Linked DNA regions of Mus musculus: regions 2 and 3 are each linked to region 1. Evidence: chromatin contacts called from public ChIA-PET and promoter capture Hi-C data. All regions are on one chromosome and are shown on one strand. Each heading gives the region's core, a stretch centred on a gene start, on an enhancer-like site or on the middle of the called end of the contact. The rest is flanking DNA. Distances are from core to core; before and after follow the strand shown.

Region 1 (2,528 bases), core at 17-2,516:
GAAACTATTAACATGGAATAGTGAGGCTTTACTGTTTACTACTAAGTGGGAAAAAGAATAAACTACAAAATAATACACATTCATTCCTTCTCTTTAAAAGGTGTGAGTGTTGACACATTTTTATTTACTTTAGAAAACAACCCCAAAGCAAAGCGCCTGTGTGTTAACCTTAGTTCCCTGATGCAGGGCTTGAGTGATTTTGCGGGTCAGCCGTAGGTTTGTTTGTTTTACGACATGGTCTCACTTGGCTGCCCTGGAATTACGTAGAGCAAGCTGACTTTGAATAGTCTACCCCTGCCTCCAGAGTGCTGGTATTAAAGACATGGCCACTATGCTGGACTACATAATGCACACCACAGGTGCTTTTTGAGGGGGGAAAAAAGATGTAATGTTAGTTTTATTTAAAAGTATTTTTTTAAAGAGGGGCATGTCTTTGATCCCAGCATTCGGGAAGCAGAGATGAGTGGAACTCTGTGAGTGAATTCGAGGCCAGTCTGGTCTACAAGAGTCCAGGACAGCCAGGGCTACACAGAGAAACCCTGTCCTTTTTTCTTTTTCTTTTCTTTCTTTCTTTCTTTCTTTCTTTCTTTCTTTCTTTCTTTCTTTCTTTCTTTCTTTCTTTCTTTCTTTCTTTCTTCCTTCCTTCCTTCCTTCCTTCCTTCCTTCCTTTCCTTCCTTCCTTCCTTCCTTCCTTCCTTCCTTCCTTCCTTCCTTCTTTCCTTTCTTTTCTTTCTTTCTTTTTTTAAGTTCTTGATTGTTTTTTGAAACAGGATCTCACATGCAAACTCTACATACAGTCAAGGATGGCCTTAGACTACAGACCTCACCTTCTGCCTCTTGGGTGCTGGGACTGCACACCTGGATCAATATCCGGGATTTTAGAGCAAAAAAGAGTCTACAGACTCTTCTGGAAACAACAAAGCAAACCCACCAGCCAGTACTTTAGAAGCTATAATGGGATCAATGATCAATGATCATAATGAAAGATGCCCTGAAGGTGTTTTGTTGGAGAAAGAGCTTTCGCTCCGGAACCCCATCTCGCCTGTCCCCAGCTACTGGCTACTCACGTGCCCACCACCACGCTGGCGCCCTCCAGCACCGCCAGGCTGCGCAGCGCAGACCCGGTCAGGAAGCGCTCGCCGCGGGCACACACCAGCACCACTTGCTGTGCGTTCTCCAGCAGGAGGCGGTGGCTGCTCGTCATTGTCGCTCTAGCCGCTGGCGGGCTGCGGAGGACAGGAGAGCCTGCGAGCTGTGGCTCCCGGGCAGGGCGGGGCGGGGCTGGGCAGCGTGGGGCGGGAGCTGGCCAGCAGCCAGTGACCGGGACAGGAGCAGTGCCAACCAGAGCGCCTGGAATAAAGTTGGAATAAACTTTATTGTGGACGCCAGTCTTTTCAGGTCTCCTTTCCAGGTTTGGAGTAAAGGAGGTGATGGTTATATCACCCCCTCCCCAACCCCTAACTTCTGGATTAAAAACAAAACAAAACTGAAATTTAGCCACCACCGGAAGTGATCAAGTTGGGCGAGGTAGATGCGGTGCAGTGGCCAAGTGAAGTGTTGTTGGGAAGGGCTCACACAGAGACGTCAGTGGTGTGTGTGTGTGTGTGTGTTACAGTGACAGAAACAGAGGCAGACACAGTGGGGTGTGTGTATGCGTGTGGTGTGAGTGTGCATGGTGTGTGTGTGTGTGTGTATGTATGTATGTGTGTGTGTTAGACACAGTGACAGAAACAGAGACAAAAACACACTGTGCCCTGGGAGCTGGAACTTGAACCTAGCAAACTTGCGCTGACAGGCGACAGGGGCACGGGGCAGAGGCTCACGGTGTCCGCGTGACCCTCCTAGCCTGGCTGCGGGTGCCACGCGTGTTCGGTTGGCCAGATCGGCGCTTGGGCCTGGTAGTAAGCGGTTCCCAGGATGAAGGGAGCCTGGAGCAGGGAAGGATGAAGCTGAGACACAGAGTATCAGTTTGGTGCCTCTGTCTGCTTTGTCCCGACCGCCTTCTTGAAGGATAGGTCTCAACAGTGATCCAGACTTGTTGAGGTAAAACCAGATTTGACCCGGGTGTCTGACACTCCCCCCCTCCTCCCGAGTGTGGTGGCTTTCACACACACCACTGCACTCAAGGTTGTAGACAGACAGTATCCAGATTGTTTAAAGAACTGGCAGGCAGGATTTGTAAAGAATACATACACACACACACACACACACACACACACACACACACACACACACATACACATATACACACACACATAAATTTTTTGAGATTACAATGACATCATTTCCTGATTTCCTCTTAAACCACCCTTGTTCTCTTTCAAATTCAAGACCTTTTCTATGGTGTGTGTGTGTCCCTAAATACATAAATACAGCCCACTTGGTCTGTATAATGCTATTTGTACATATGTGGTTTTAGGGCTTCCCCCCCCCTTGGTCTTTTTTCTCTTGTTGAGATAAGTCTCACTGTGTAGCCCTGGCTGTTCTGGAGCCCTTTATGTAGATCAGGATAGCCTTTTAATTCAGAT
Region 2 (2,528 bases), core at 15-2,514, 330 kb before region 1:
AAAGATGAGGGCTGCTAACACCGCAGAGAATGACGTTTGCTTGTCTGTTCATGCAGAGTGGGTGCTGCTTCAGTAGCTTTTCAGTTAATTACTGCATATTGGCAGTACAAGAAGTAGATTATCACCTGACTGCTTATTCTTTTGCCATTATGTGCTTTTGAAATATCCAGAAAAGATACCTGCAAGTTTTTATGTATTTTATGTCTTTTTTGGTAGTGGTATATTATGTTTTGATTTAGAAGTCATTTTAAATATAGATGTTTGATTGTCCCATTAGATAGACTATTTACTACAGTTCCTGAATATTGTATCCCTCTGTTTCCTTTATTTATTGCCACAGTAGGCTACTTCCTGGTTCTTTTCCCTAATTTTAAGACTGTGAGCCTCTCTACAGTGTGGCTTCATCTGTGAGAAATGTGCCGATATCCCTGCTGGCACAGCACAGAGAATGGTGCGCTGGAGTCGTCTTAAGCTGGTTCATGAGAGATGTGGGTTACAGTCGGTTATTAAACATAGCTACTGTTATAGTTTATATTGTACAGGTTTAGAGTTAAGCTAAAGTAAAAACCAAAGTTAATGAGTACTCCAGAGTCCTTACCTCCAGTTGGTTTCCTGTCCCGGTCATCTATTCTCTGAGGTAATGTTATTTGCATCATGTGTCAATAGTGATAACACTGTGTAATAATGTGCCATTGCATTTTTCTGGACAGTGTCACCTGTCCAGTAATACTGTGCCAATAATTTGAAGTCAGTCATGAGGGAGTATTTATGTTTAAGAAATCAGGTCTTGGCTTGTAATTTTGTTGGCTGTGTAGTCAAGAGTGAGTTATGTTTTAGGTTTTATGGACTGGAGTCTGTTGCATATTCTTTTTCTGTGTGTAGTAAGCCTTTTAAAATGCAAGAAACATTTTTAGTTCAGGAGCAACGTAAAAGCATCTGTTCTTGAGATTCTTGGTCTCGAGTTAAGAAAGGAACACTAAAGACGTTAGTAATGTTGATCAAATTTATCAGTGCATCATGCAAGTGGCAGAAGCTTGACTAAGCAAGCATCCTGATACACTTCACGTTTCATCGAAGCCCTTTGTCCCACTAAGGAGACAGTGAAGCTCTGACATGGGCCTTCACTTTCTCACCTCGCTGTATTCGGAAGGAGGCAGAAACAGCTGTGCTTGTTACCCTGGCTGCTCTCCTGGCTGAGTCCAGTGGAACTCAGTGTTTATTCCTATCTGGGACGATACCTTTGCTTGGCATCCTTGTAGGGCAGGACTGGTCGGTTCTGTTTGCTTACTGGTTGCTTGTTAGTTCTGGGGAACTAAACCCGCTGCCTCATTAAGGCTTGCTTCAGAAGTGCTGAGTCACTGAGCTTACAAGGCGTTCCCAGTTTGTCCAGGCAGGTCTTGAACTTGTGCACTGGCTCTCAGCAGGGTTGTGATACGTTAGAGAGCACAAACTTAGCTTTGTAGTAGACACTCAGCAAGTAGTGCTTGGAACTCCAGACAGCTTCTTGCTGGCCTCTGCTCCATCCTGCTGCCTTAGTTCCAGAGTTACAGGTGTGCCACCACGTCTGGCTTTCTACTGGTGGGTAGCAGATTTGTAAATATTTTAAAGACTGTTCTATGAGTTAGCTCTATTTTCTTGTTGACACATCTAATGAGAGAATAGTCATAAGAAGCAAAAGACCAGGTTTCTAGTCCAGCTGTGTGCCTAAGCTACATGGTCTAAAAGTAGGTTAATTTTTAAAGTCTCTATCTCCTGGAATCTGGAAAATAGGCAAAGTTACAGTAATTTCAAGAACTCTGTCAAGTCTGTAATTTTATTCAATTCTTGGCAATATCTTGAATTACTTTCCTTATAGAATTTTTCATACTTTGAAAATGTGGAGAGATGTCTTTTCCTGCCTCTCTCTCCCTAGTGCTTGTGCCACAGTGCTGATACCATAGTTTGCTCTGTATTGCTATGAGAAACACCATGATCAAAAGCAATTTGTTGAGAGGGTATTTTTTTCTTTTTCTTTTGTTCTTGTTTTTTGACTTAAACATTCCTGTCACAGTCCATCATTGAAGGGGAAACGAAGGGAGGAAAAACAAGGGAGGAACCTGGAGACAGCAACTGAAGCAGAGACCATGGCAGACGCTGCTTCCTTCCTTGCTACACATGGCTTGCTCAGCTTGCTTTCTCATACAGCTGAGGGCCGCCTGGAATGGTACCATCCACAGTCGGTTGGGTCCTCACATAGCAATTATTAACCAAAAAAGGTCAACACATGTTTTGCCTACAGAGCAGTCTGCTAGAGTCATTTTCTCAACTGACTTTCCCAGGTGACTCTAACTTGAGTCAAGTTGGCAAAAAACTAATCAGTACAGTTAACCCCTTGTCACCTTGACAGACACATCATTATTAAACCCTAACCTTTCCTTTAGTGTTTTCCCCAAGAAAGCATACTAATATAACTATTATGTAACTCTAAAACATAATATATCTTTAAAAGTTCCATAGTTTTAAAAACTATTCAAACACCTTTTAAAAAT
Region 3 (2,528 bases), core at 18-2,517, 280 kb before region 1:
TCACTTCTCCCATCCTTTTCATGTCTTGCAAAAATTTATGTTCAGTGATCATTTACTAATTCTTACAAGGCATCCGTGTTCCACTTGGCTTATGCCTCTAGAAGTTGTTAATTTCCTATCAAACCATGTCTCAACTTCTCGGGCAGTTTTCATGACCAGAAATTATATTTGACCCCTATTCTTTATTTCCGGGCAGCAGCTGTAAGCTCATGAGAACCAGAACCACATCTATATACTAATCTTGGTATCCCTGAGGCAGCAAGCAAGTGCCTGGGTGTTCAGTGACTAGCTCCACGTGAACTGATTAGAAAGGAGGCAGAGAAGAGACTGGGTGTGGCCTGCCCAGTGGCAGTGAGAAGATGTCTTTGGTGATGTCTTGAGTGGGTGCTGGAGACACTAGGAAACCATTGGGACTTCAGGAAGAGTGAAGGAGAAGCCCTTACACATATACCTTAAAAGTGGCACAGAGGCCAACGGAGTCCATAAAAATGGCGCCCCAGAGTTCAACATTATTTTCAATAGCTGGGCCAGGGGTAAAGGCACTTGCCACCAAGTCAGAGTTTTATCTGTGGGACTCACATGGTGGAAGGAGAGAACCAACTCCTACAAGTTGTCCTCTGACCTCCATATGTGCACACTAGCCCACATCACATACACAATAAATAAGTTTTATATATATATATATATAGAGAGAGAGAGAGAGAGAGAGAGAGAGAGAAAGAGAGAGAGAGAGAGAGAGGGAGAGAGTGATGGAGGCAGACCAGAAGAGATGGATGACCCATTGAGTAGTCACTAGAAGAAGAGAGGAGAGGGGGCAGCATGGGACCCCAGGGCGCAAGGAGAAAAGGCACTCCCTTTATTGTTTCTCTGGGGCAACCTACAACTTGGTAGCCAAGAACCATCCTAGCCTGTACTGCAGAGACCTACAAGGAAGTTCTCTGCCTGGAGGAAAGGTCATCATGGTCAGAGATGGAGGCCTGTCTGGGGAAAGGTCAACAGAAGAAGAAGGAAGTTGAACAACCCTGGAGAGAAGGGAGAGGGGGGAAAATGTTTTTCTTTTGATGATAATGGCAAGAGACAGGAAGATGGAAACCACACCAGAAGTGGGGTGTAGGGGGACAGGATGCTCGCACTCTGTAGGTTCTCCTACACTGCTCCAGACTCCCACTTTTCTGACTTGGCCTCAGAGCTGTCTCCGCTACCCCAGAATAGAGGAAGTAGGCTTCAGCATTTCAAACCGAGCAGGCTGTCTCCACTCAGCCACTAATCCCAGGCTGCCGAGCAAACAGCCTGAGGCGCACATACTCAGACTCTGATGGAGATGCGTGCCCAGTGCTGAAACAGCTCAGATTTCAGCATCTTGGACAGCACAGGTGAGACGAACACGAGTCTTGGCAGAAATGAGAAATACAATGCCTTGGATTCCGAATTAACTTCACCTTGGGGGGACAGGAGCAACGGGACACAGATGGGATGTGGCAGGAAGAGGGACAGATGAAACCAGCATGCAGAGGAGTCAGGAGTTTCAGCTGCCACCTCGGCTGCCAAGGTGCCTGGCTAGAGGCCAGGAGGGCTTCACACCCCAGCTCCTTCCCCTCTGCCTAACATTCGGTAGCCTGTGCCAACGGGGACAAGCAAGCGCCTTGCTTTTCAGCAACATTCAGATGGGACCTCCGTGGCTGAGCTCTGACGCCATCATTTTTCTCTGTACCTAGCTGACTTTTGCTTGAGTCTTCCAGCCCCTTGTTGGAGAAGTCCCTGCCCGGACACTATTTATCATAAACTTAGCACCAAGAGTCATGTCCTCCGCTCTTTGCAGCTCCTGTCAGCGGCTTCGCCAGTGTTCCTGACGGGAGGCGGCTCTGACACTGTGAGAGAGGCACATTTGTTCTGGCTTTCTGCACATCGAATTGAAGACAGAATGTTCAAATCTGAATGTAGACCCCATGACACATGTGGGAAAGGACAGTGATCATGTGATATGTCTTGTCAAGGCGCCTCATTTACAGGGGACTGGGTTAGTAGAGCACACCTCTCCCCCGCCCCCTCTCTGAAGTGAGCACTCCCTTAGGAGTGCTCATTCTGTTTCTGAGCCCCGCCCCCCAGAAGGGAACACTAAGGGTGAGTGGGAGAGCTAAGAGTGGATGGGTCAGCTTCTGGAGGACGCCCTGGGGCGTCGGGCGGAGCTTTACTACTGATCTAAATCTTATACCGACTTCAAGCATAGCCTAATCCTGTAGAACAGGAAGCTTGTTGTGATTAACCCCTTAGTGGCCTGTCTGGTCAGAGTTAAACCACTGATGGCTGAAAGGAGGCTGAGTTTTACCAGATCTTTGCCCTTCTCTCCCTCTCAGTTGACTACCCACAGCCCATAGGAGCAGAGCACCATTCCAGGTGCATGTAGTCTCTGGTGGCATTTAGCTCCTGAGGTTACACTATGTCCCTAAGCAGCCTCTTTTACTAACTGTGTGACACCTCTTTCCAAGCTCACTCACTCTCTATGACTCTGTCTCTGTCTCTGTCTCTGT

The links. Promoter capture Hi-C pulls out the DNA fragments that hold promoters and counts their contacts. ChIA-PET counts read pairs in DNA pulled down with a chosen protein or histone mark.
Region 2: a promoter capture Hi-C map of pre-B cells shows a contact between it and region 1, with 2.3 times the contacts expected there. The contact joins the enhancer-like site here to the promoter of Amdhd1 in region 1. A contact is called at or near these places in 3 of 39 promoter capture datasets (cranial neural crest, frontonasal cranial neural crest and pre-B cells), 1 of 15 datasets of contacts at CTCF or cohesin (the NIH/3T3 cell line), 1 of 484 Hi-C or Micro-C datasets (liver) and 1 of 9 other capture datasets (pancreatic islet).
Region 3: an RNA polymerase II ChIA-PET map of memory CD8 T cells shows a contact between it and region 1, with 553 read pairs. The contact joins the enhancer-like site here to the promoter of Amdhd1 in region 1. A contact is called at or near these places in 4 of 39 promoter capture datasets (HPC-7-derived erythroid cells, hematopoietic stem and progenitor cells, neural stem cells and 1 more), 4 of 115 datasets of contacts at active chromatin or transcription factors (bone marrow-derived macrophages, effector CD8 T cells, large pre-B cells and 1 more) and 3 of 9 other capture datasets (adipose tissue, liver and macrophages).

What each region holds. Positions count from the first base shown.
Region 1 is chr10:93,538,767-93,541,294 of GRCm38.p6, forward strand. It overlaps Amdhd1 (amidohydrolase domain containing 1), which reads right to left and starts at 1,267. Exons shown (of 9, transcript NM_027908.1): 1 at 1,068-1,267. The coding sequence starts at 1,204. Ccdc38 (coiled-coil domain containing 38) reads left to right here and starts at 1,866. Exons shown (of 16, transcript NM_175488.6): 1 at 1,866-2,043.
Region 2 is chr10:93,212,222-93,214,749 of GRCm38.p6, forward strand. All of the region lies in intron 3 of Cdk17 (cyclin-dependent kinase 17), which reads left to right. Among named protein-coding and RNA genes, the nearest start is that of Mir1931, 51 kb to the left of the region's middle. Within about 2 kb of position 1,265, at least 39 of the 459 cell types and tissues checked have an H3K27ac peak or open chromatin away from gene starts, as enhancers often do. A contact at or near this core is called in liver and pre-B cells, where this site is marked.
Region 3 is chr10:93,260,239-93,262,766 of GRCm38.p6, forward strand. All of the region lies in intron 3 of Elk3 (ELK3, member of ETS oncogene family), which reads right to left. Among named protein-coding and RNA genes, the nearest start is that of Gm32551, 23 kb to the right of the region's middle. Within about 2 kb of position 1,268, at least 183 of the 459 cell types and tissues checked have an H3K27ac peak or open chromatin away from gene starts, as enhancers often do. A contact at or near this core is called in adipose tissue, bone marrow-derived macrophages, effector CD8 T cells and 3 more, where this site is marked.